Regions from separate parts of the Sus scrofa genome. Here region 2 is linked to region 1. A link is a contact called in public promoter capture Hi-C data. All regions are on one chromosome and are shown on one strand. Each heading gives the region's core, a stretch centred on a gene start, on an enhancer-like site or on the middle of the called end of the contact. The rest is flanking DNA. Distances are from core to core; before and after follow the strand shown. Region 1 holds the start of LOC110255736. Region 2 holds the start of CHML (rab proteins geranylgeranyltransferase component A 2).

Region 1 (5,925 bases), core at 2,142-4,641:
TCAGTCATGTACGATGTGCCAAGTACACAGTTTTTATTGAATCCTCATCTCTCTCTATTACTTTTGCTATTTTATAGACGTGAAAGTTGAAACCTAGCCAAGTTTTCCTGCCCGCGGTCCCCAGGATTTGAACTCAGTCCTCTGCCGCCTACACCACCCTGGGTGGTAGTGGCCCTGGGTGTCCCTGTCTGTTCTCCTCTCTGTCAGAGCTCATCCCAGATTCCTCCTCCGTCCATCCCACCCCTATGGATAAAGGGGGGCTGAACCCAAGTCTTGCAAACGCACGCCTCCTGCTGACCTTGAGTTCCTGGTCCCGTCTTCAGAGTCCTGGGTCCTCACGTTTTCTATCTGTTTTTAGGCGAGCACCTCCGGGAAAGTGCACATACAAGCCGGTGCCGGTGAAAATCAAGAGTAAGCGGATCCCATTCAGGCCACTAGCCAGTGAGTCTGTCTTTGTCTTTGGGCTCAGGGCTTGGCATCCAGGCGCCCGCACAGTGCCCTCTGCAGACAGCTGCCATCCTGGGGCGGGAGGTCTTTTCTCACCAAGGCTTATCCTCTGGGTGAGGACTGGGACCCATGGCTCTGTCTAGATGTCTCCTCTGCGACCAGACGGAGAGGGCCAGCACCTGCTTTTGCTGTGACCTGTGGTCCCTCGTTCGTTCCTTCCTTCCTTTGTGGCCATCCCTGGGGACACAGCAGTGAGCCTGACCTACAGGAGTTCTGAGTCCAGTGAGAGGGCGCATGGAGCACAGGCAAATGAAGAAATAGATGCAGCACGGAGGCTCTGGCTAGAAGGATGTCCAGGCCTCTGACTGGGCCCCCAGCCGGAGGCCCTCTTCCAGGCTAGGTGCGGAGTCAGGAAAGACTCACAGCGGAAGGATGCTGTTTCCAAGGGAACTCTTCTAGAGCCATGCAGCATTGGAGGAATCCCATCACAAAGGAATTGTTTTGGGAGTTCCCATTGGGGCTCAGCAGTAAGGAACCTGACTAGTACCCATGAGGATGCGGGTTTCAATCCCTGGCCTTGATCAGTGGGTTAAGGATCTGGAATTGCCATGAGCTGCTTGTAGGTCACAGATGCTGCCCGGATCTGGCGTTGCTCTGGCTGTGGTGTGTGTAGGCTTGCAGCTGCAGCTGCTATTTGACTCCAAGCCTGGGAACCTCTGTATGCCTTAAAAAGAAAAAAAAAAAAAAAAAAAAGTATTTTTAGATCAAGGCCAGTGAAGGACATTAAAAATGTTAATTTCAAAAGAACTTACATTCAAGGAGTTCCCGTTGTGGCGCAGTGGTTAACGAATCCGACTAGGAACCATGAGGTGGCGGGTTCGGTCCCTGCCCTTGCTCAGTGGGTTAAGGATCCGGCGTTGCTGTGAGCTGTGGTGTAGGTTGCAGATGCAGCTTGGATCCCGCGTTGCTGTGGCTCTGGTGTAGGCCAGTGGCTGCAGCTCCAATTAGACCCCTAGCCTGGGAACCTCCATATGCCTCGGGAGCGGCCCAAGAAATAGCAAAAAGACAAAAAAAAAAAAAAAAAAAAAGAACTTACATTCAAGAACCCTCAAGCGAGCACAGGTTTCCTGGGTGGCACTTCCCTTAGAGCTGCTTTCCAGGGCTTCTATTTCTACTAAATAAATATTTGTTTCCCAGAGACGGTCTTGGACTTGCTAAAGGAGCAAGCTGAAGAAGCTGCTAGAAAATCATCCAACGCAACTGTAACTTCCAGGCCAGACCGGGCCTCCTCTCGGAAAGGCCCCTCCAAGAAGCCAGCTTCCCCCACAAGCAGCAGGAAGCCGTTTCCTCGGCCTGGGGCAAAGAAGCGAGTGTGGTCCCCAGGCCCCCAGGGGAGGAGGAAGCAGAGCCCCAAGACCCCCCCAGGCAGAGGGGCACAGCGGCAGCGAGCTGGCAGGAGCCTCCCTCTGATGCTTCCGTCAAGGTGGTGGGTCAGGGGATGAGCTTCCAGTTTGCCCCTGGGGAACTGCTGCTGCTGCTGCTGCTGCTGCTGCACATGACCTTAGACACCTGGGAAGCTGGGGTGCAGGCGAGGACCAGTGGTGAGAGCTTGACCTTGGGCTGCGCAGTGGTCTTCTCCTCAAGAACCTTGTCCTCTGACCTGACCGGATGCCCCATGTCCGCTTCTGCAGCGAGACCAAAGCCCATGTTGCCAGGCTACCTGGCTGCCTGTTTGCCAGTCTGTAAACCCGCTTGGAAGTCCACTGTGTGTCCCTGTTTGTAAGTGCCCGTGACCTAAGGCAATAAATCAACACTTGCTCAAATGGACCCGGAGTGTTTGATCTCCTGGATGCTTGCCTGGTGGTAAGAAATGGGACGTGGAGTTCCCGCGTGGGGCAGGGGCTCGGCAGCGTCTCTGCGGGCCAGCACGCAGGTTCTGAGCCTGGCCAGGCACAGCAGGTTAAAGGATCCAGTTGCCCCAGCGGGGCCTAGGTCGCAGCTGCGACTGGGATTTGATCCCTGGCCCGGGAACTCCCTATGCCCAGGTGGCCGAAAAAGACAGAAAAGAAAAAAAAAAAAAAAATCTGCCGTGCTTCACCCAGTTTGCCTAAGAGCCATGTGTCACTCCCAAGCCTCATCTCAGGTCTAAGAGGGGGCTTGTAGTGATGCCTTTGGGGGAGAGCTCCTCTAAAATGGATGTCTCCTTCGCCCTCACTGAAGCGAGGGTATGAATAAAGGCAGGTCCTCTGGCGCCTACTGTTCTGCGGGGCAGAGAGCATAGCAAACATGACTACAGGTTGCATACCTATTATGTGCTAAGTTTATATCCACTCTCCAAAACCTCAAAACCTTGCTGCTTGCGTGTTGCCCCATCACTTCTGCTGCAGATCAGGGAAGTGAGGCCTGGCGAGGTTAGGCCACTTGCCCTGGACCACGGCAGCAAGGGAGCGGGGAATTGTTCAGCTGGACTTGAACCAACGCCCCTGTCAGCCTCTCTGGGGGCCCCCAGGGAGGGTGGTGGCTTTTAACCTGGTACTTGAGGAATGACAGAGCTAAGAGCTTCAACAAGTTCTCCAGATTCTGCAGAGTACCCGGAAGAATATAGGCAATTTGACTTAATGGAACAAAACCAAAAATGCCAGGGTTTTAGGATCCAGAGCTAAAATCTTGCAAGCCAAGAAATTGTCCCAGTCACATCATCCTCAAAAGAACCCAGATTAAGAAATACATTCTCTTGTTTTTTGTGGAGTTTGGGTTATGCTGGGGGAGATACTTGATTTCGTCTCAACAAGTGCCATGCTTACAGCTTGCCAGGCACAGTACAGGCTCTGGGAGACCCAAAGAGATGAAAGGCTTACCTGCTGTAAGCACTGTTAAGCATTAACTTGAACTCAAGGTCATGAGACTCGGGATCCTTGAACTTGCCCCATATGAGAGCTGCAAATGGGAGCCGCCCATTTAATTAAAATTTTTCTAGTAGCCAAAAAAAGGTAAAATTAATGCAATTACACAATTTATTTAATCCTGTATATTATGGTATTATTGTTTCAATATGTAATTGATTAAAAATTACTAATGGGATAGTTGACATTCTTTTTTTTTTTTTTTTGGTACTGAATTTTCTAAACCCAATGTGTATTTTATTTCAGCAAATCTCAATCTGGAATAGCCACATTTCAGGCACTCAATGGTTTCATGTGGCAGGGGGCTAGTTTATAGACAGTCCTTTATCAAAACATCCTGGGTGCGGACAATTTCTGTATTCAGAAAATGCTCTGGGGAATTCCCGTTGTGGCTCAGCGGAAACAAACCCAACTAGTAGCCATGAGGATGCGGGTTTGATCCCTGGCCTCTCTCGGTAGGTTAAGGATCCGTGGTTACCACCAGCTGTGGTGTAGGTAGCAGATGCAGCGCGGATCTTACATTGCTGTGTCGTGGGTCAGCAGCTGTAGCTCTGATTCGACCCCTCACCTGGGAACTCCCATATGCCACTCGTGGCCCTTAAAAAAAGAAACAGAAAAGAAAGGGCACTGGTGACTATAGTCACCCAGCATTCGGGAATTCAGGGTAAAAACTGCAAACCTTGGCTTCCCGCGCAGCCCGGGCCCGTTTATTTCGGGGAATCGCTCCCTCTTTCTCTCGTAGGGGGCAGGATGGTGGCGCCAAGCTGGGCTCTGAACGCCAAGCTGCCACGTGTCCTCGTCCAGGCCACGCGGGCCAATCTCTGGGCCCGGCAACAGGGTCTGGAGGCGCCCTCGCCGCGGGTCGGGCCAGCGAGAGCCGGGCTCCAGCGCCACCAGGCGGCCGCGCGGCGTCACTGCAGGCGCAGCCACGTCCCGCCCGCCCCGCGCACCCGCGCCGCGCGCCGCGCGCCGTCGAGGTCCCCGCGTCGCCGCCCTCTGCCTTTCGTAACTCGGCGCGGGGTCTGGGTTTGCAGGGCTTTGAAAACGAGCCCCCGGCGCCTTGCGCCCTCTCTTCCGGCGCTCTGGCCGCAGATTCGGGTAGCGCCGGCCACCGTGGACCATTTTTCTTTTTTTCCTGCTTCGCGGCGTTCCAGGATTTTCTCTTCCGGGTCGCTCTGAGGCACGGTAAGCATGTTCGTGATTTATATTTCAGGACTAAGTCCTGCCAGAAGTACCGTTTTTTAGAAATCACTGTTTCATTTTGGAATCCCTGGTGCGTATTTACGCGGGATGGTTTTTTAAAAAAAGCGGAAATGCAGATGAGGCCCCAGCGAGGATCGAACTCGCGACCCCTGGTTTACAAGACCAGTGCTCTAACCACTGAGCTATGGAGCCTGCTCACTACCTGGCGCGCTGTAATTCAAGGACATTGGAAGTAACATTGCTTTCCGGCAGTCTCAATTAACTGACCCTCGGCGTCCACTATCTCGGACAATTGTAAAGACAACGTAATAAGCAGAAAAAAAAGCCGAATCTCAAAATTGTATGTTTATGATTACCAAACACGAATTCATACCGACGATACATTATGCATACAGATAATTACTGAAAGGGAAAGTGCAAAAATGAAATACTGTTCTAATGGTGCATGAATGGTACCTTTACGTCTTAAAAAGTTCTCCAGTCTGTTGTTTGTATGACAAATTGTATCAAGTTTTGTACTTAGAGGGAAGTTATGGGGGAGTATCTTTGGTACCCGTAACTGAAATAAGTAATCGACTGAGGATGAATTAATTGATTCCACACATTTTTGAGTACGCACGTCCTACCCGATGGTAGAGGTACAGTGAGTAGGTAGCGCTCTGTTCCCTCTCCTGTGTAAACGATCCATCACTGCCTGAAGGAGAGGATGACAAGCACGCGCTCCCAGAGGTCTGGAGGCTTCTCTCCCTGACCTCCTTCAGATTCCTTTTCTCATCAAGACTCTTCTCTCACCACCCCCTCCCCCATTTAACGCGGCACCACCCTCCTTATCCGGCCCCTTTGCCCCCAACTACTCAACTTTCTTTCCTGCTGGACAATGTGTTTATTATTACGTTTATTCTCTCCAGGTTAGAAGTTGGGTCTTTGGGGCCTTTTTATTTCATTCCCTGCTGTATGCCCAGCACCTAGGATGACGTCTAACGCCCCGTGAGCGGGTGCTCAGTAAATGCTGAATGATGGGCATCCGCCGGGAGAAACCGGGAAGCGTTTGGGAGCCGCTTTCTCACGTTCGCCTTTACTGCCTGCCGCCTCCCTGGCCTCGCTCGTCCAGTGGGGGGTTTTCTAACACGCTTGGGCGTCCTCAGCCTGTCTTGTTTCCCTCTGGTCCTGCTGCCCGGCCCTTTGCTCTGAGACGCACCGCCCTGCTGCGCACTTTCCTCGCTCCTCTGCCCAGCCCTCCAGGGCGTCTCGCAGTTCTCAGGACCAAGCCGAGCGCCTCGTTTGGTTTCCTCTTTGGTGCACAGACTTTGCCTCCCTCTAAGCAAACCTAGCAGGCCCCTCCATTTCTCATTTTACGAGGCTTCTTCTGCCT
Region 2 (5,925 bases), core at 932-3,431, 520 kb before region 1:
CCTCCCAGGTTTCAAGTCTTATATAGTTGAAGTTCTCAGATTAATGTTTATTGGGAAAGGGTTGGTATTATTAGAATATCAGAATCACTGAGGCCATCAAATAAGTGAAATTATGATTTCTACGACATTTTCTTGTTTCCTGCAAAATATAAAAAAAGAGGGCTTCCCATTGTGGCTCAGCAGGTTAAGAGCTGGACGTAGTGTCTGTGAGGATGCGGATTCAATCCCTGGCCTGGCTCAGTGGGTTAAGGATCTGGCAACGCTGCAAGCTGTGGTGCTGGTCGCAGATGAGGCTTGGATCCAGTATTGCCTGGCTGTGATGTAGGCTGGCAGCTGCAGCTCTGATTCAACCCCTAACCTGGGAACTTCCATAGGCCACAGGTGCAGCTATAAAAAGGGAAAAAAGAAAAAAAAAAATATATATGTAGGTATGTATTAAGGAATCATAACATACATAATATTTGAGTTTGTTACCACATAGGTTAGTGATTATCAATATTTTGATAATGCTACAAAGGTTTTGCTCTTCTAAACCTGTTAAGATAAAAGCAGTAATAAATTATTAGGGATTTTAGGACTTTTTAAAAGGAAACTTACGACCTGAGAAATATACATTTCTATTTCAAATCTTTGTATAAGTGAAACTTCTGGACCACACACACAAAAATAGTTTCTTTCCCAAGCTTGGAAAAATCACATCTTCAATGACACGTTGGGTAGCTCGTCCTTTGAAATGTCAATCTCAGTGAGATTTAAATCTTCAATAGGAGTAAGAGTAGTTTTTTAAAAAATTTCAGGGAGTTCTCGTCATGGCGCAGTGGTTAACGAATCCGACTAGGAACCATGAGGTTGCGGGTTCGATCCCTGCCCTTGCTCAGTGGGTTAACGATCCGGAGTTGCCATGAACTGTGGTGTTGCAGACGCGGCTCGGATCCCACGTTGCTGTGGCTCTGGCGTAGGCCGGTGGCTGCAGCTCCGATTAGACCCCTAGCCTGGGAACCTCCATGTGCCGCGGGAGCGGCCCAAAAAATAGCAAAAAGACAAAAAAATAAAAAAATAAAAAATTTCAATTAACGATCAAGTTCTAGTTTAATGAAATCTACTGGCTGCATAGCTAATTATCTGTCCATTTCAGTAGGGGTTCTCTGAGCCATTTTTGCAATCTCGCCTTATATTTTGGTGTGGTGGAACCTATAAGGAGGAAAATATAGTAAAAATAGCTTATAGAGCACAATTTGCATTCTGAGGACCTGAATAAAACTATTTCACTTCCTAGAAAGCAAAGGTTTACAACTGATAATGAGCATTTTAAAAAAAAATTTACACATTGTTGCTATGTCAGATTTCTACCTCTCATTTTAGCAAAATAATATATGAATTAAATCACTTCTCATCACCCTCTCCAAGTTTCACAAATACTACCACTTTTTTTCTTGAAGTTCTTGACTTCACCCTCTCGTTTCTTTCCTCAAAGTGTCAAAACCACTGTCTCGGGCCCTACTGAATTAAATCAGGAGGTGAAAGCAGACAAGTGAGATGAGCTCCCGAGCAGGTGATTGAGGAGCTGCGGCAGCAGGCTGGGGTCTGGGTGGGCGAGGGGCCTGGGAGCACGGGGAGGGGCGGAGATCAGCGAGCGAGGAGGACCGGTGGAGGGAGTGAGGTCTGGGAGCGGATGAAGTGAGGCGGGGAGGCCGGAGGAAGAGATGTCGAGGCGGGGGAGGCGAGGTCAGGAGAGCACAGCCTCTAGGTCGGGGCGCAGAAGGAGGCGGTCTCCGCCGGCACTCACCCTACAGGCTGCTGATGAAGCCGTCTCACGCACCATCCGCGCCGCCCCTCTGTGGGGCGCGAAAGCCACCGCGGCCGCGAGAACGGAAGGCAGCAGGTGGCGGAGGCTAACGATGAGCAGGGGGCGCCCGGCGAAGCGGGGCTGCGGAGCCGCTGGAATTTGAAGTAGAGGACGAGCAGCAGCAGGATGCTTCCGGCGCAGCAGTGCCCCGCACCCGTAGTCGCCCCGATAGGCGGCGTGAGGGCCCCACGGCGCCCTCGCCGCCCCGCCACCTCTCTGGGTGTGCACGCCAGGCGCCGGCGCGCACCGCTCTGGTTGGGGCTCTGCGCGGGGCTCTGCGCACTCAGAGGTCCCCGTCGCCCCTTTCTGCCCCTGCGCAGACCGCTGACGCCGCTCGTAACCCCGCCCCTTCCCGCCCTGTAGCCCCGCCCCTACCCCCTCCCTACCGTAACCCCGCCCTTTCCCTCCCTGTAGCCCCGCCCCTACGCCCCTCCCAGCCGTAACCCCGCCCCCTAGCGCCCTGTAGCCCCGCCCCGGAGCACCTCCCAACCTTAACCCCTCCCCTGCTCGCTGTCCAAGCTGCTTCCTGATTCGCCGGGTCCTCTCCCCACGCCCTGAGGTCCCCAGTAACCCGCCACCGCCGGCACAGTCCGTGGGGGCCTGGAGGCAAAGCATCGCCGGGGGCTCCTCTCTCCGCAGCCCTCCTCACCCAGCTGGAAGGGCTCTCCTCTTTCCCCACTCACTCCCTCATTAAGGACCATTTATGGCAGGATCCTTTGGCTTCTCCCTCTCCGGGAAGCTGTTACTACCCGCTCGCGTACTGCACACTTGAGGTAAGCCCCGGCTGCACCCCAGGCCTGCTCATTTTGCCCTTGCTGTCCTCCATGCAGGGGCGCTGTGGCGACTGAGGCGGCGCCCTCGAGCTCCAGCCCACATCTCGCAGTTGCAGAGAGGTGGGTGCTATACCTGGGGCAGCACCTCTGGCCTTTTACCCAGTGAAAATAGAGGGCAAGGCAAGCATAGGTCCCGGAACTGACCGTAGTCTTTGCGGGGTGCACAGTCCTGAGCTGGTCCTACAGGCTGTCCTGGGCGCCGCTGGCCAGCACTGTGCCTGTGCAAGGGCGAAGGAACTGCCCTCCACGAGGGAGTGTGTCTCCCACCTCCATTAGAAGATCCCTAGAAAATTGCTAGCTTCACTGAACCCCGGTTTTGTGGGCCTTGGAGATATAATCTAATTGTCAAGACAAGGTTACTTCCTATCATGGTGCATGGAGCAATAGCTGGTGATTTTTTCTTAAGGCTTCCGATCTGGACTTGTCCTCTAGGGGACTCACCCACCCAGTCCTTTTAAAAACTCTAATTTTATATTTTAGATTTATACAACCATTTAACAAGCTCTGTGCCTAATATCCGTTGTGTTTACAACATGTGCCTAGTCTACAGTAAGGTCTTAATAAATAGTAGTTTGATGCATGCTTAAATGAAGAGGGACTCTGTGTTTTTTCCCAAGGTATTCATTCATTCTTTCATTGGTGCTGAGTTCCTGTCCTCATAAAGCTTATGTTCCAGTCGTGTTGGGAGAACAGATGATAATCAAATATGTAGTGTTGTGAAATGTGCCATAAAGAAAATAAGACAGGAGCTCCTGTTGTGGCTCAACAGGATGCAGCCACTGTGACTGCAGTGGCTCAAAAAACATGGATTTATCGTATGATCCAGCCATTCTGCTTCTAGATATATAGCCAAAAGAATTAATTGAAAGCAGGGGCTGGAACATGATTTTGTCCACCAGTGTTCATAGTAGTAGTATTCCCAATAGCCAAACGGTGGAAATAAACCAAATGTCCATCCACAGAAAAATGGATACACAAAATGCGATATGTACATACAATGAATATTATTCCATCATAAAAAGAAATGAAATTCTAATACGTGCTGCAACATAGATAAATCTTGAAAACATTATGCTAAGTGAAATAAGCCAGACACAAAAGGACAAATATATGATTCCGCTTCTGTGAGGGACTGAGAATAGGCAAATTCTTAATGACAGAATGTAGAATAGTTCAGGGCTGCGGGGAGGGCGGGATGGGGAGTTAGCGGTTCACGGGTACAGAGCTTCAGTTCGGGAGGTTGTCAAAGTTCTGGAAATGAAGAGCGGGGATGGTAGCACAGGTAGATAGTTGATTATGCCACTGAACTGCTCACTTAAAATGACTGAGATGATAAATTTTATGTTCTGCATATTTTGCCACAATAAAAAGCATTTTCAGATTGTGCCTGCATCTCATTCTGTTAAAGTAGGAGAAGCGTGCAGATGTAACCAGTTTACTGAGTGAGCTGGACTCGGTAGGTGCAAGTGAAATGAACTTGATCTCCAATATCTTTTTCCAGCTGTTCTTCAGTGCCCTTGGTTGACATCTTAGTTCTCAAAGCCTTTCTGGTCACTGTTAAGGCATATAAATTCCACAGCGTTGTAATATTGAAATGTAAAAACTCATGGAAAACACCTGTTAACCGTCCAAAACGGAGCCTGCTGTGGCCTGGAGAACCTCTGGGGGGTAAGGGAGGGGGATGAGTGTGGAGGGAACAGCACACACAGCTCTTCCCATTTCCCTACCATTACCTTTATTTTATTTTATTTATTACTCAATGAATTTATCACATCTGTAGTTGTACAATGATCATCACAATCCAATTTCACAGGATTTCCATCCCACAGCCCAAGCACATCCCCTCACCCCCTAAACTGTCTCCTCCGGAGACCATAAGTTTTTCAAAGTCTGAGTCAGCATCTGTTCTGCAAAGAAGTTCCGTCTGTCCTTTTTTCAGATTCCACATGTCAGTGAAAGCATTTGATGTTGGTGTCTCATTGTATGGCTGACTTCATTTAGCATGATAGTTTCTAGGTCCATCCATGTTGCAAAAAATGCTGGTATTTCGTTCTTTTTAATGGCTGAGTAATTTTGTTCTTTTTAATGGCTGAGTAATATTCCACTGCATATATGTACCACCTCTTCTTGATCCACTCCTCTGTCGACGGACATTTAGGTTGTTTCCATGTCTTGGCTATTGAAAATTGTGCTGCAATGAACATTGGAGTACATGTGTCTTTGCCAGTTGTGGTTTTCTCTGGATAGATGCCCAGGAGTGGGATTGCTGGATCAAATGGTAGTTCTACGTTTAGTTTTCTGAGGCATCTCCATACTGTTTTCCACAGTGGTTGCACCAATTTACAATCCCACCAACAGTGTACTAGGGTTCCTTTTTCTCCACACGCTCTCTAGCACTTATTGGTTGTAGACTTTTGGATGATGGCCATTCTGGTTGGTGTAAGGTGGTACCTCATCATGGCTTTGATTTGCATTTCTCTAATAATGAGTGATGTTGAACATCTTTTCATGTATTTTTTGGCCATCTGTATGTCTTTGGAGAACTGTCTGTTTAGATCTTCTGCCCATTTTTGGATGGGGTTGTTTGTTTTTTTGGTATGGAGCTGCAGAAGTTGTTGATAAATTTTGGAGATTAATCCCTTGTCAGTTGATTCACTTGCAAAGATGTTCTCCCATTCTGTGGGTTGTCTTCTTGTGTTGTTTAGGGTTTCCTTTGCTGTGCAGAAACTTTGAAGTTTGATTAGGTCCCATTTGTTTTTGTTTTTATTGTCAATACTCTAAGAGGTGGATCTGAGAAGATGTTGCTGTTGTTTATGTCAGAGAGTGTTTGGCCTATGTTTTCCTCTAAGAGTTTTATAGTGTCTGGTCTTATAGCTAGGTCTTTAATCCATTTGGAGTTTATTTTTGTGTATGGTGTTAGGGAGTGTTCTGATTTCATTCTTTTCCATGTGGCTGTCCAGTTTTCCCAGCACCACTTATTGAACAACCTGTCCTTTCTCCATTGTGTATTCTTATCTCCTTTGTCAAAGATTACTTGGCTGTAGGTGCGTGGGTTTAATTCTGGGCTTTCTATCCTTTAAATGACTGCTTATTAACAGTTAACACAATCCAGATCTCAGATCATAAGGGCTCTTACAAGACCAAGAAGGGATGTCATCTTTTACAGAATTGTCTTGTTGGTGCTGAGAAAATATTGCTCTTTGTGGCTGAGCCCGAATTCCTGCTGATGGGGAAGGTAGGTTAATG

Evidence for each region. Promoter capture Hi-C pulls out the DNA fragments that hold promoters and counts their contacts.
Region 2: a contact with region 1 is called in a promoter capture Hi-C map of fetal liver, with 2.2 times the contacts expected there. The contact joins the promoter of CHML here to the promoter of LOC110255736 in region 1. A contact is called at or near these places in 1 of 5 promoter capture datasets (fetal liver), 1 of 47 Hi-C or Micro-C datasets (embryonic fibroblasts) and 1 of 2 datasets of contacts at active chromatin or transcription factors (alveolar macrophages).

Annotation. Positions count from the first base shown.
Region 1 is chr10:11,312,196-11,318,120 of Sscrofa11.1, reverse strand. It overlaps LOC110255736, which reads left to right and starts at 3,391. Exons shown (of 7, transcript XM_021065090.1): 1 at 3,391-3,437; 2 at 4,093-4,535. The coding sequence starts at 3,391. HHIPL2 (HHIP-like protein 2) reads left to right here. Exons shown (of 10, transcript XR_002336124.1): 9 at 1-441; 10 at 1,645-2,274. It overlaps TRNAT-UGU (a tRNA gene), which reads right to left and starts at 4,745; the gene lies at 4,673-4,745.
Region 2 is chr10:11,831,728-11,837,652 of Sscrofa11.1, reverse strand. CHML (rab proteins geranylgeranyltransferase component A 2) reads right to left here and starts at 2,181. Exons shown (of 2, transcript XM_021064370.1): 1 at 1,787-2,181. WDR64 (WD repeat-containing protein 64) reads left to right here and starts at 2,366. Exons shown (of 28, transcript XM_021064368.1): 1 at 2,366-2,619.